Regions from separate parts of the Mus musculus genome. Here regions 1 and 3 are each linked to region 2. Evidence: chromatin contacts called from public HiChIP or PLAC-seq and Micro-C data. All regions are on one chromosome and are shown on one strand. Each heading gives the region's core, a stretch centred on a gene start, on an enhancer-like site or on the middle of the called end of the contact. The rest is flanking DNA. Distances are from core to core; before and after follow the strand shown. Region 1 holds the start of Anapc4 (anaphase promoting complex subunit 4). Region 2 holds the start of Lgi2 (leucine-rich repeat LGI family, member 2). Region 3 has its middle 19 kb from the start of Gm40302.

What was found. Hi-C and Micro-C count contacts between places; a contact is called where the count stands out from the background. HiChIP or PLAC-seq counts read pairs in DNA pulled down with a chosen protein or histone mark.
Region 1: a Micro-C map of embryonic stem cells shows a contact between it and region 2, with 4 times the contacts expected there. The contact joins the promoter of Anapc4 here to the promoter of Lgi2 in region 2. A contact is called at or near these places in 5 of 39 promoter capture datasets (embryonic stem cells, hippocampal neurons and trophoblast stem cells), 3 of 484 Hi-C or Micro-C datasets (the G1E-ER4 cell line and embryonic stem cells), 2 of 115 datasets of contacts at active chromatin or transcription factors (embryonic stem cells and stem cell-derived neural progenitor cells) and 3 of 9 other capture datasets (adipose tissue, embryonic stem cells and pancreatic islet).
Region 3: a contact with region 2 is called in an H3K4me3 HiChIP or PLAC-seq map of forebrain, with 4 times the contacts expected there. The contact joins the enhancer-like site here to the promoter of Lgi2 in region 2. A contact is called at or near these places in 14 of 39 promoter capture datasets (the 3T3-L1 cell line, the C10 cell line, the SN4741 cell line and 8 more), 9 of 484 Hi-C or Micro-C datasets (all in embryonic stem cells), 8 of 115 datasets of contacts at active chromatin or transcription factors (acute myeloid leukemia, embryonic forebrain, embryonic stem cells and 1 more) and 1 of 9 other capture datasets (liver).

Annotation. Positions count from the first base shown.
Region 1 is chr5:52,832,391-52,836,708 of GRCm38.p6, reverse strand. It overlaps Anapc4 (anaphase promoting complex subunit 4), which reads right to left and starts at 2,574. Exons shown (of 28, transcript NM_024213.2): 1 at 2,317-2,574; 2 at 926-1,031. The coding sequence starts at 2,445.
Region 2 is chr5:52,564,283-52,568,755 of GRCm38.p6, reverse strand. Lgi2 (leucine-rich repeat LGI family, member 2) reads left to right here and starts at 2,450. Exons shown (of 8, transcript NM_001310604.1): 1 at 2,450-2,838. The coding sequence starts at 2,651.
Region 3 is chr5:52,109,487-52,113,855 of GRCm38.p6, reverse strand. It overlaps a transcript of Ppargc1a not described here. Among named protein-coding and RNA genes, the nearest start is that of Gm40302, 19 kb to the left of the region's middle. Within about 2 kb of position 2,670, at least 11 of the 459 cell types and tissues checked have an H3K27ac peak or open chromatin away from gene starts, as enhancers often do. A contact at or near this core is called in forebrain and hippocampal neurons, where this site is marked.

The DNA of each region.
Region 1 (4,318 bases), core at 1,325-3,824, 270 kb before region 2:
GACTTATAGACCACAAGCTGGACACCCTGATAAACTTCAAGCTGCAGCCCATAGCAATTTACTATTCTAACACTAGGACTAACTGCTCCAGAAACTATCAATTTAAGAAACTAAACAAGACAGCACAGTGGTGGTGCAAGCCTTTAATCCCAGCACTTGGGAGGCAGAGGCAGGAGATTTCTGAGTTCGAGGCCATCCTGGTCTACAGAATGAGTTCCAGGACAGCCAGGACTACACAGAGAAACCCTGTCTTGAAAAACAAACAAACAAACAAACAAACTAAACAAGATACACACACACACACACACCCCCATGGAAGATGAATGATCTGAGCCACGACAGCAGGAAAAGACCTTTGGGAAATGTAGAGTCACAGTGCGCAGCCCCTCCTGAGTGGTAGCTTACATAGAGGAGATTTATGAACCTCACATTTAGTACTAACTGAATTTGGGGGAGAAAAAGACTGTGATGGCACTGAATGGACTCATGAGTGGTGAATGGTACTTGGATCAAATGATGTAGGACAAGAGAGCAGAGAGAGCCAAAGCCAATTATTCTGCAAATGTCTCAGACTTTGATCCTATCTGCCACAAAGCCAGGGCTCATTAAAGACTTATCCCTGCCAACAACAGACTTTCATGAAAAATATAAGCATTCTAATAAGAAAAAAAAGTCTCAAACTAGTACTTATAGTTCTAATATAGGGCCAGATACGGTAGGCCACACATGTCCTTAATCTCAGCACCTGGGAGGCAGAAGCAGGTGGATCTCTGGTTTACACAAAGAGTCCTAGGCCAGTCAGGGTTATACAGTAAGACCTATACAACAGAAACAAAACCATAATTCTAAAATATACCAAGAAAAAGTACTGTTTTTAGACTATCCTTTTGGAAATAAGAGATACACGTTTGTAGCATTATCATACGTTTGCCGTCTGGTCTCCAGGCCAAGCAGGTCACTTCTTTTCCTGTACTTTCATTTGGTGGGAAACTCCAAACTCGATGAAAACTTGCAAGGCGATGCAGCAAAACCTAAGATGAAAAGACATGATAGCAGAAAGCTGCAAACTCACCTGCAGAGATAAAATGAACCTAGACCCACAGAACAAAAATTTTAATTACTACTTTTGAGTATTTTTTTTTGCAATCTACAGAACAACAGTGTCCAAACGAATGTAAGACATTTTCAAAGAAATGGGTGAACTCAGAAGGCCCAACTTAGTCCTGTACTCTACATATTTTCTTTCTTTTTTTTTTTTTAAGGTACACCTACATGTATGTATTTGTACCACATTTGTGCAGTCAGTGCCCCAGGAGGCCAGAAGAGGCCATCAGTTCTCCCTGGAACTGAAGCTACCGACAGTTGTGACCATGTGGGTGCTATGAACCAAACCTAGGTCATTTATAAGAACAGCAAGTGCTCTTGATAGCTGAGCCATGTCTCCAGCCCCTTTTGTATCTTTTAAACTTACCTTTTTGAAAAGGTTAAAAAGCCTATCCAAGACAATAGACAAAAGAAGTAACACAAACAACATGAATATGTAGGTGACATAGTAAAATAACAACAATAATGACTGCACTCTTAGCCCACGCCTTAGCTATGTCACCAGCCATGGATCTTAGAGACAGAGCCGTGCCACACAACACGATAATGCAATCTGGCACACTAAGCATTTCTGGGTGCTAGGCCTTCCTTACCACCTAGTTTTACATAGGTGAGGGTGCTAAGTGGCATGGATGATGGGACCCTTTCAAGATGGCTGTCAGGTAATAGTCATCCTCCACAGAAAGATGGGTATCTAGTTGTACTTGATATCGCATGTTCACGTTCCTAATGTCAGAAATGCTAACTGACAACGTCCACACGCATTCTGTCTGCAATTCTGTGAGGCATCAGCCTTTCAACTTAAAGATCTTCTAAATAGCTAGATGTAACAAAGATGTAAAACCTCGGAACCAAGCATCCTCTGTAGCAACTGCACACACACACACACTTCCAGTTGGACTTGACAGTTCATCTTCATTCTCTACTAATCTGAAACCAACTTTGGGCGGGGTCTGATGGTGCATCCCTGGCCAAATCAATTCCTGGAGTCCTGGGTGTGCAGAACTTGGAGGGAATTTGTTCTTCTGGGCCATACAGGAAATGGAATACACATCCTGTCTGGAAGGCACAGTATTTTACACAGTCTCTTAAAGTTAACAGCCATGCTGAGATGTAGGGGCAGGAGAGATGTGCGATTCGCCACGTCTGCCAAAGGGGAAACTGAGGCTCGAGGGTCCCAGCCCAGGCGACCTCTCTCACCAGCTCACTTACCTCGCCTGTAGTGTTGGCCAAAGCAATGAGGTCTCGCTTGGGGGACCAGGCCAAGAAAATAATCTCCTGTGGCAGCTGCTTCTCTCCCACCACCCGAAAGGATGGGAAACAGGTCGGAAAGCGCAGCATGGGTGCGGCCCTGCAACGACGTGCGCGAGAAGGCCGCCGGAGCACCCGGCCACAAAGCTCTGGCACAAAGCCCTGCCAGCAGCGGTACCTGCCAGAGTCGCAGACTCGGCCTACTCCTAGCCAGCGGCCTTCCCCGCCCTCTCACTCCGCCCTCCGCGCTCGGAGAAAGCTTCCGGCGCCGACGCCGGGACGTCTTCGCGAGAGGAAGTGAGTGGCACAGCAGCCGCGCGCCGGTGGGGCGGGGAGAGCGCAGGGCGGGGCTTGATGTAGGGCGGAGCCGTGTGGGCGGGGCGAGCGAGTGCTTAGGGCAAAGTTAGCCTAGGCTACAGCGGGTGAGGGCGGGGCTAGAAGGGAGCGGAGCTAGGCCGTAGCTGGGCGTGGCTAGGGCGGAGCGAGCTCTGGTGTCTCGGAGGTCCCCTACTCTGGGCTGCCCGCTGCACAGCAAGTACCAAAGGAATCCTTAACCCTGTATACGCGGACGTGTGGGAACCCTTCCAGGCCTTTTCCGTTTGCTCAGAAATTCGCTGCTGTGTACACAATCCCTTTTGTTCTAGGTTTAGGCTCTAATCAAAACTCCGGACTCACACACTGGACCTCCTTTGGCACACAGTCGTTTTCAGCCCTGGATGCATTGTAGAATTTAAAACAACAAACCTCTCTATCAGGCAGCATTTTAGCAAATTAAAAGAGGGTTAACATTGGACGGAAATCACCATTTAAAAAGAAAACAAAACACTGAATGATTCCTATCTACAGACATATACTGTTAAAGTGCTTGCACCCTCCCTAACAGGGACAAATAGTGTGTTTTCTTTCGCCTTATTTAAATGATTTCTTGACTTGTAGCAAACTCACCACAGTTAAGAGGAAACAGGATTTATTCTGTGGCTATCTAAGCATTCAATTTTGTGAGAAAATGTGGACAGACACTGCCCAGGCAACCTCAATTGTCAATCTGTTGATCACAACTGCTCTGGGTTTTAAGTATAAAGACCACTCTGCAAGAAGGGAGAGCAAAGTAAGTCTACATTTTATCATCAGTAGTACTGTTTATCAAAACTGTTTCCCTCTGTCATGGTTTGAATATGCTTTGCCCAGGGGGTGGCACCATTTGGAGGTGTGGCCTTGTTGGAGTAGGTGTGTCACTGTGGGTGTGAGCTTTAAGACCTCATCCTAGCTGCCTTGAAGTCAGTATGCTGCTAGCAGACTTGATATGAAGTAGTAGAGCTCTCAGCTTCTCCTGCACCATGCCTGCCTGGATGCTGCCATGTTCCCACCTTGATGATGTCCGACTGAACCTCTGAACTCAGAGATCTGCATGGCTCTGCCGCCTGTAATGCTGGAATTAAAGGTGTATACCACCATGCCTGAATCTAAACTTAGCTGGATGGGATCTTACCCCCAATCCCTTAATCTTTTATTTCCTAGAACGTAAGATTCAGCTCCATTTCACTTCCTGGTGCCCCTTTAATATGTGAACCACATTTTGTATTTTTCCTTTCTAAACTTGCTATGCTTATTTAAAATGTTCTTCATGAGACTTAACCAGAGAACAAGGTCTCTGCTGGGCTTTTTTGAGACTTTGTCAATGCAATTAATATAAGTCTCTTTATCTTAGACTCAGGTAGACTCTTAAGACAAAGGCAAAAAGCAGCCACAATCTTCACCAAAACACTACAAAAACAGTTTCTGGGCCATATTGAAACTTTCCTCCACTGAACCGTCTTGAGCCAATTCTGAACAGTTCAAATCAATCTCAGCAACTAAATCTTTCATATTCTTACTAGGATAGCCCATTAAGCCCCACTTAAAGCATTCAACTGCTTTCCAAATCCAAAGTCCCCAAATCCACATTCTTCCAGACAAAAGGCCT
Region 2 (4,473 bases), core at 1,201-3,700:
GTTTGGTCTCCAGTTGGTGGATCTGTTTGGGAAGGACTAGGAGGTGTGGCTATGTTGAGGAGGTGTGTCCCTGCTTAGTGGGCTTTGAGATTTCAAGAGCCCATGCCATTTCCCCAGTTAGCTTTCTCTCTCTGCCTCTTATTTGCATATCAGGATGTGTGCGTATGGGTGTGTTTGTGTATGTGTGTGTGACTAGTCTATGGTAATATGTGGTTTACATCGATGTTCCTGTTGGATACATGGTGACCTTCAGCGATATCTGTGATGGTTATGGTTGAGTGCCAACTGGAATTACCTAGAGGACAAACCTTCAGGAACATCTTTGAGGAACTATTTAGCTTAAATCAGTCTTTCAGTGAGATGGAAACTTTAGTGTTCTTTGGAAAGTCAGTTGTGTTGGATGGTGTTTTGCTGGGTGGAACATGAAGGAACATTTCACTGAAGTGGACACAGGTGAAAGGCTAAGGCCGACCCGTCAATGAACATTTCACCGAAGCAAACAGCGGTGAAAGGACACATGATGAAGGATCCTTTGCTCATGTGCATGTATTGGTCCGCCTTATGTTGCATAGTTGAGCTTCATTTGTCAGGACTCCATAGAGAGAAACGCACTGAAAAAGTTCTGGTGGTGTGCTGCGGCTTCTTGTCACTTCTGTAGACTCGGTCTGATGACAGAGTGATGTCAGCTGAGACAGACTCATGTGCTGAGGCAAGACCTGTGGGGGACATGTGATGGTTGGAGGGATTATAGATAGGACTCAACAGACAGTGAGGGAGGCTGAGCTGGCTTGCCAGCAGAGCTAGCTGAACAATGCTTGTTGGTCTCCTGTCTTTGCTGATCTTTGCTTCTCTGAGAGAGGCACAACTGAGAACTTCTTTTGGTGTCCCTCCTGGTCCCACCTGCTGATTGGTGCTGAGGCTGAGCCCTGGATATCTCTGCTAGATAGTGCCACTGTTGCTTATTTGTGATGTTTCTGTTAGGATATTTCATCATAGCAACAGGAAAAGTAACTAAGACCGTGTTTTACTCTTTCCATGAAGTGCCATAGTAGCATCCCATGTTCTACCCTTTGGCCAGTCTCTTATATCCATGTAACTATGGGAAGGTCCTTCTATTGGGCTATCTGTCCAGCTACTGAAGTTTCCTGCCCATAGGGAGAGTTTTTCTCTTTTCCCATAGTGGACAGCCAGATATTTCCCCCGTTGAATTGTGCTAAAATGATTCAGGAATAAGAGGCAGCACCGATGAATTTCCTCTTCTGCACTGGCTGTACTTGTTTCAGGCACACGCTAACATCAGAATGGTTTGCCCAGGTTGGTAGCCTGATGGACAGGTCTGAGCTCAGAGCAGTTGCAGGGGTGGGGTAGGGGAATCTATAATGCTTTGTTCTGCTTTGGCATTTCCTTCCATGCCCCCAGCAGCACACGACCTTATGATAACATTAACGCTCCTTAAGACAGATTCTAGAAGTAAAAAGGGTTTCCCTGGGGCCAGTTACAAATCCCCATCTCAGGCTCCAGTCTTTCTCTTTGGTGTTGACTGTTAACAGCACACTCTGACAGCTACCCAGGACTCCTGGGCTTCAGTTTTCTCATCAGTTAAATTCTTGAAGATGGATAGCATCCGCTAAGGGTTAGGAGATGAAAGGCCCAGTGCTCAGAGCAACAAACTCTGTCTCTCCTAACAATCTGTGTCCCCCATCATTTAATCAGGGGGTGGGGGTGGGGCGTAGCTACCGTGTGTAGCTACCGTGTTGAGCCAGGAAACTTTTCTTCGCAGGCTAGGTTCTTGCAAGGCCCAACAGCCAGGCAGGGGATACCCTGCTGTAGCAGTTTTGCGATTCTAGTTTTCTTGGGCAACTGAAAAGGGATGGCTTCAGTGAGCTGAGGTGCAGTGGAGACTCAGACCCCACAGAAACATGGTGGGCCAGCCAAGGTGGCCCAGTCGGGTCCCTGTGCTACAGTCATTTAGGTCCTCTGTAAGATAAATGAAGTCTGCACAAAGGTCTGGCCTCTTCGGGGCACTCGGGGATAGAGACCTTTCTCCCAGGTCAAGACAGTGCTCCCCACTCCTACTTTTCTGGGGGTGTAGAGGCTCCAGTTCTTACGGTTTCTACTTTCTAAAATTTATTTATTTATTTATTTATTTATTTATTTTTTGCGGGGAAGGAAGCTCAGGATTTGACCCCGTAGAAAGGAGTCCACTGTCTGTGAAATCCTTTGCAGCCACAGAAGGATTGCGGGTCCCTGCTCCCAGGGGGTCTGAGCCACGGCTGGCCCCTCCCCCAAGGTCATCCAACTTTTCCTCCCCCCCCCTCCCCCGCGGGGCGGGCCCCCGCGTGCATTATTCATTGGTCCGGGCCCGCGGCAGGCGCGGGTGCTGATGTCAGGCCAGCGCGGGTGAGGCGGTGCGGCGGCCGCCCAGCAGCCCGGGCGCGGGTGGGGGGGCGCCGAGTGGGGGTGGCGGCCAGCATGCTGCTCGGCTGCGGCTCGGCCTCCCACACCCGCGGCGCCCGCGTCCTCGCCAGCAGCGCTGGCGGCCGATCGGCAAGCGGCACCCGCGTCTGCTGCGGCGCTGGGTCCGAGCGCACGGCGCGGGGCGGCGGCGGCGGCGGGGGTCCGAGCCCGGGCGGGGACCCGGGGACCCGGCATGGCGCTATGGAGAGGCGGCGGGGCGCTGGGGTTGCTGCTGCTGAGCGCCGCGTGCCTCATCCCGCCGAGCGCGCAGGTGAGGCGGTTGGCGCGCTGCCCCGCCACTTGCAGCTGTACCAAGGAGTCCATCATCTGCGTGGGCTCCTCTTGGGTGCCTAGGATCGTGCCTGGCGACATCAGCTCCCTGTGAGTGGGACCCCTCCATCTCCGCCCCGCCCTGCCCTGCCCTGCGCCGGCCGCCGCCAGGGAGTTGCGGCTGGTGCTGGGGCAGCGCCACCTGACCCTGCTCCTTAGTCCCTTTCTTTGCCTTTGGGTTGGGGGGCACGGAACGTGGGTGGAATCTGTGTGGAGTGGAGGGTGGGGTGGGGGGCGACTCTAAACCCCAGAGTACGGGAATCCAGACAGGTCCGCGTGACAGTTTCTCATTGTGGCCCGAGGCCACCTGCATCAGACCTACCTGGGGGGGAGCTGATGCTACTGCAGACCCAGGGCCCACCATGGGATAGGGTCTCTGCACCAGAGTTCACAGCCTGTATTTCGGGCCACGAGGTGATCCTTGGGGCACCTTAAAGTTTTGAGTGGTTCTGTTGTGTTGGTGAGTGGGTGGGTGTGTGACTGGAGAGCAGCTGTATGCGCCCGGATTGAGCGGCTAATTAGGAATGGGTGAGGCCTCACTGCAGCGGGCCTCAGCTCTGCTGGGAGGTTGGCCCCCTCCTGACCTCTCCACACTGCAGGCTAGGAAATGCCTAAGCTGTGCAAAGGCACACAGCTTCTGGAAGTAGAGGGGTTACTCCACGTGGCTTAGAGAGGGGAAACCCGGAAGACTTCTAAGTGCTTTTCCGTATATGGTGTCCAGCCGAGCCCCCTAGTGAGGGAAACCTTCCAACTTCTTGCCTTGAGTTCAAGAGGGCCCCCTTTTTACCATCTTTCTCCATGGTGGGTTGTATTACCAGCACTGACAGAACTAACCAGAGAGATTCCTCCACTTGCTTGCTAAGCACTTTCAACTAGGTCTCACACAGTGGCAATAGTGAAGTGTTGCTATGGAAGGGATCTGAGGGTGGTCTGTTTATTGCTGGGGCATCTCTTGCTAGGACAGCCCCTTATTCCAGGCTGAGGTGCTGGAGTACCCCTGCAGATGTAGAGGAGGGGATCCTGAGGGTAAGGTAGTTCTGGGTACCACGTTGCTTGTGCCTTCTCCATCGTGTCCTGTGCTTCTTCAAGGCAAAAACAGCATCAGCGTACAGGGAGGGAGAGGGTTCAAGGTCCTGTTTACATCTGTAAAAAGTTGGAAGAGTTTGGCTGTGGGCACAGCAGGCCCGTTTGCCTCTTACTCTTGCTAAATTAGATCACATGGAGGATTCTAGAATTTCTCTTGTTAAACCCTTTGGATGGGATCAAAGCTGAAGTGTTCTGCATGTTAACTCCAGTCATGTATGGAAATCCTGCTGTGGCCAGAAAGGGCAGGAGACCCTGAGGCAGAAGCAGCCAAGCTTCTTTTCCCAGCTCGACCATTTATCTGGCAGATGGCCCTGCCTCTCGCTTCCTGGGCCAGTTCAGGTGTCTCTGAGTTTCCCCCAAGGCTTTCACAGTGCATTTAGTCAGAAGTGCTCTGAGTGTCTTCCAGAGACTTGTGCTTCCAAGGGGGGAATGCTTAATCCTACCCCAGAGTTTTGTGGGCCAACATTAACTTTGTGTCTGCACAAACAGAATCCTGGGTGAAGTAATTATCCACCTTCAGCGGAGGCCTCCTGTAGTTAAGGGAGGGAAGCTCGGGAATTGATTTAAGCTGACTGAGCTAATGTCTGTGAGAGGAGCCAG
Region 3 (4,369 bases), core at 1,421-3,920, 460 kb after region 2:
GCCAGGTGATGACCTCGCCTCCTCGGCGTGGGCTCTCCGGATCCCGCCGCGGCCGCCAGAGTGAATAATACATAAACCGCTCGGGAGATCCAAAAGGCTCCTGCCGCCTCAACCGCCCGGGAGCGGGGCCACAAGATCCCGCCAGCCGGCCGGCCGCTGCTGCGATGGGGCGCCGGGCCGCCCCCAGATCAGCCGGCAGGTCGCGGGGCGCAGAGCGGCGGGAGAGAGCAGGCCCGCCTGCGACCGGAAACTTGCGGGGAGCTGCCGAGGTGGTCGCGCTGCTGGTGGAGTTGGGGGACCCTGGAGAGACACGGCTGGGGTCAAGGGGGCGCCCTGGCTGCAGGTTGTGAGAGCCCCGAGGCTTTTCTACCATCTACCACACCCCGCACGGCAGGTTCCGGGTACTCTCTCCACGCCTGTCCTTGCCGAAAGCCACGGACCCCTCCGGCTTGGCAAACTCCAGTCTCCAGGAGCCTGCGTGAGCGCGCCTCTGTGTGTGTGTGTGTGTGTGTGTGTGTGTGTGTGTGTGTGTGTGTGTGTGTGTGTGTGTGTGTGTGTGGTGTATGACGCGCGTGTGGCTGTCGATGAGTCAGAAACCAACCCCAGCTCGCCTTTGAGGACAGAGGCGCGGACCTGAGGCTTGAAGCACACACCCGCCACCAGCCCTGGGGGCTGTAGGGGATTCCTCGGCAGCGCCGCGCCTCCCAGTCCTGGACCGGAATGCTTTAGGCTAAGTTTCCGGGCAAGTGGCTCCGACCAACACCGCAGGGAGCAGAAACTCGACTGCTTGCTATTCTTCGGGAAGAAGAGAGAAGGGAGACCCGGTGGGTGTCGCCAGGCGCTCAGCAACGCCGCTCTAGAGCCACGGGAGGCTTCGCAGCATCTTTAAGGAGACAGGAAAGGAGTCCAAGAGCTTGGAAGAGACGAGGGCAGGGCCTTGTTTCGCAAGATGGGCAGTCACGTGCAAACTCCTTGGCAGCCCGAGTTGGTGGGCGTCAGGGTCGGGGCAGGGGTGCCAGGCAGGTTCGTAGGGTCAGGTTGGGAAACCTGAAAAAGATGAGAACCTTGAAGAGGGATCCTTTTCGAAAGAGGCAAACTATTGGCTTCTCTTCGGGTAAAGTTAGTTTAAGTTGATTAGGAAAAAGCATCTCCCTCAAAGACAACATCTTTCTTCTAGAAAGGGGCACTCGCGTTGCTAAGAAAATGGCAAGAATGTCTGAAAAAGCAGCTGGTGCTGCTCTGTGGATGGTGATTAGCTCACAGACTGGTACTGGGGAGCGAGCTAACCTGAGTGCAGAGAAATTGGCTGGCGGGGAGAGCAGATGATTTGAAGTATTGATTTCTTCCACCAGTGGTACGGTATGAACTTTAAGATAAAGTGCAGAAACAAACGAAAGACAAGCATTGTTAGAGGAAGGGGCGGTCACTACCCTAGCTCTGCTTGTCCGGTGGGAAGTGCTGGCGAGCGTTGCCTTAGGAGACTTGAGGTTTCCGGCTCAGCCACCGTCACCATTTTCAAGGAAGGAGAATTATACAGCGTGTGCATTAGGCCTTGCTGAGCTCCAGTTTGCCCTTTCAGCATCTGAGCATGGGCAAATGACTACGAAAACTGCTTGCAACTACTGTTCCTACGGAGGACAAGGAGAAAACAAAGGCAATAGTTTCACATTTTATCCCAGGATTCAGGCAGCGTTGACTTGGGGAGAGAGGCCTGGGCCAAAATTTGAAAGAGTGAGACTTATTCATGATTTTACCTGAATTGCTGCCAAAAAAGCGTACAAACCCTTCATTCCCTAAAAATAGCATCGTTCTTCAAGTGTAATTTGTTTACCTCAATTAAAAATAAAACCCACTTCTTAGTGTTATAAAGTGCTTATGAAGGTAAGGGTTGGCTGTACTAAAAAAAATCAAGCTTTTTATTTCTAGATCAATATGATGTGCTCTCAACATCTAATACCATGTAAAAGGAACCTTTTTACAACATCAATAGCAGGCAGGCATGTCTACTAAGAACCTCCTTTCCTGGAATCCCAAGGCTGTTTGATTTCTTTCGTTTTCACAAGAAGCACGATTATGACACCGTTCATTATAAACAAGGGGTTGAAAAATAGGACGAGATGGAAAATCTGGAAAGTAGCGAGTCATTTATTCACTTATAAAAACCAGGCAAACAAAAACAAGCAAATAAACAGACATTAAAAATACTCCAGCTACGGATCATCGTGGAAAGGAAAGAATTTAGTTATTTTGTGACATTTATTGAAGCTGGAGGGGGTGGCTTGTTGATTTTTTTTTTTTTAGAGAGAGAGAGAGAGAGAGAGAGAGAGAGAGAAAGAGTCTAATGTGTATTAGAGCCGAAACTACATCTGTTGCCATTTAGAAACTGGGAGATTCCATCCTGTTTCTGAGACCATGCTGCAGGTATTTTTGCATGGGCTTTCCAATGTGCAAAACAAACCACAAGTGTGTGTGTGTGTGTGTGTGTGTGTGTGTGTGTGGGCAGGAGTGGAGTGTGTGTGTGTGTGTGGGGGGGGGAAGCATCTGCTGAGGAGGAACCTGTTTCAGTTAGAATGAAACCCCCAATTAAAGTGTATCTGTGAGATGTGTCTGCTTTGGCTCAGTGCAGCAGACGGCAGCCCGTTCTTTAATTTACAGTTTCACGCCTAGGGATGGCAGCAGAGCAAGCTTCCAGCCCTCAGCTTTCTCTTTTTATGTTTTGCCTTTCAGCCTGGGCTTCTCCCCTGGAGTTGTTTAAGCGGTCAGGCTCCATCCTTGGCCATTATCTGCTTGCTTTTAGGACCTGGGTCACCTTATTAGTTGCCACTATGTCAGCCCAGATCGAAGCAGGCCAGGTCTGTATGATACAGAATCAATCAGTTGAAAGTGAAAAATGAAGCCAATTAGCTGATTGCGTGGGTGTCCCAGAGAGGCCTGACATCTGACTTTCCTCACCTGATCGGACAGTTCCTTGGTTCCCTGGTAGCTTAACCCCCAAGTTTGTGAAAGATGCATCACTATCTGGTGTGACTATGCATTTTAACTTTCTTTTGCCTCCTGCACCATCAACCTCTGAGCTTTCAATAGAAAATGGCCTCCCTGGAAGAACAGCCCAGATGCATCTTTGCAGAGCAGGCAGGGTTCCTGTTGAATTTGGCTCTATAGTTTTTGTTATTCAGTGCTTGGGGCTCTTTGCACTTCATCTTGTCTAGCAACGTAGAAGTTTTAATACAGGCTCATTACAGAAGATAGGTAGGTAAGTTGTTGAACACGTCTGTCTGTTCTTTTGTTTTTGGTAGGAGTAGGAGAAGCTTGGCATTAGTTCTGGGAATAGAGATAGACAAAGCAGGAAACACCAGGTAGAATTGAATATATGTATGCTTTCTTTCCGACTATTCCACAATTCTTAAAGTGATGACAGTGTTTAGATCCATAGAGATGTACCTAAGGCTTGCAACTGGGAGGAATCTACTTCCATTTCCAGCACCTACGTAAACATCACAGGCATGGTGGCATACTGTGGATGCAGAGACAGGAAGCTGCCTGGGGCTCACAGCATAGCCAGTTCAGCTTAGTGAGTGAACTCTGGAACAGTGTTGACAGTAGTGATGATGGTGCTGGTGAGCGTGATACCCGAGGCTGTCTTTTAGCTTCTGCATGCACACATGAGCATACTCACCCATGTATGATGTATGTCTGTTTACACATACATGACACAGTGCACAGTAACAAAAAGAAAGACTTGTCGGGACATACATCGGTTGCCACGGTCTTCCGGTAAGATGAGCTTCCTCTTGGTAGCTTTGGTTTGAAAATATCCTGCACCTTTATAAATTTCTATAGACACAAGATCACAGGATTTTGATTGTGGCTACTACTTTTTTTTTAAAATGCTGTTTCAAACACTTTACACCGGTATGACTCCTTTAGTCTCCATAACAACACGGGGTAGAGCCTTGTCTTGTTATTCCCATTTTACAGAGAATGCAAACAAGACAGAATTAAGTGCTAGTTAGGAGCAAGTAGTGGGGACTGGTTGGGCAGCCAGAGGCCAGCTTCCTCTTACTGTCTCCACTCCATTCCTCTCTGCAACACAAAAGCACTGTGAGGCTACACACCCATCCCTTGAAAGTCTCTGAGGATGCCATCTGTTTGCCTTTACAAATAGTGAACCTCTCCTTTGCTTGTCCAAATCTTCATCCCCTCTCTTTCTTTTCACTTTTTTTTGATGCCATATGCCCATGTACATGTTCATGTATGTTTACCTAAATGTATGTGCAGGTATGCACACATGTGTGTGGGATGCCCAAGGTTGATGCCAAGGGTTTTCTTCATCTGCTCTCTCCTTATTCTTTTTGAGTTAGGGTCACTC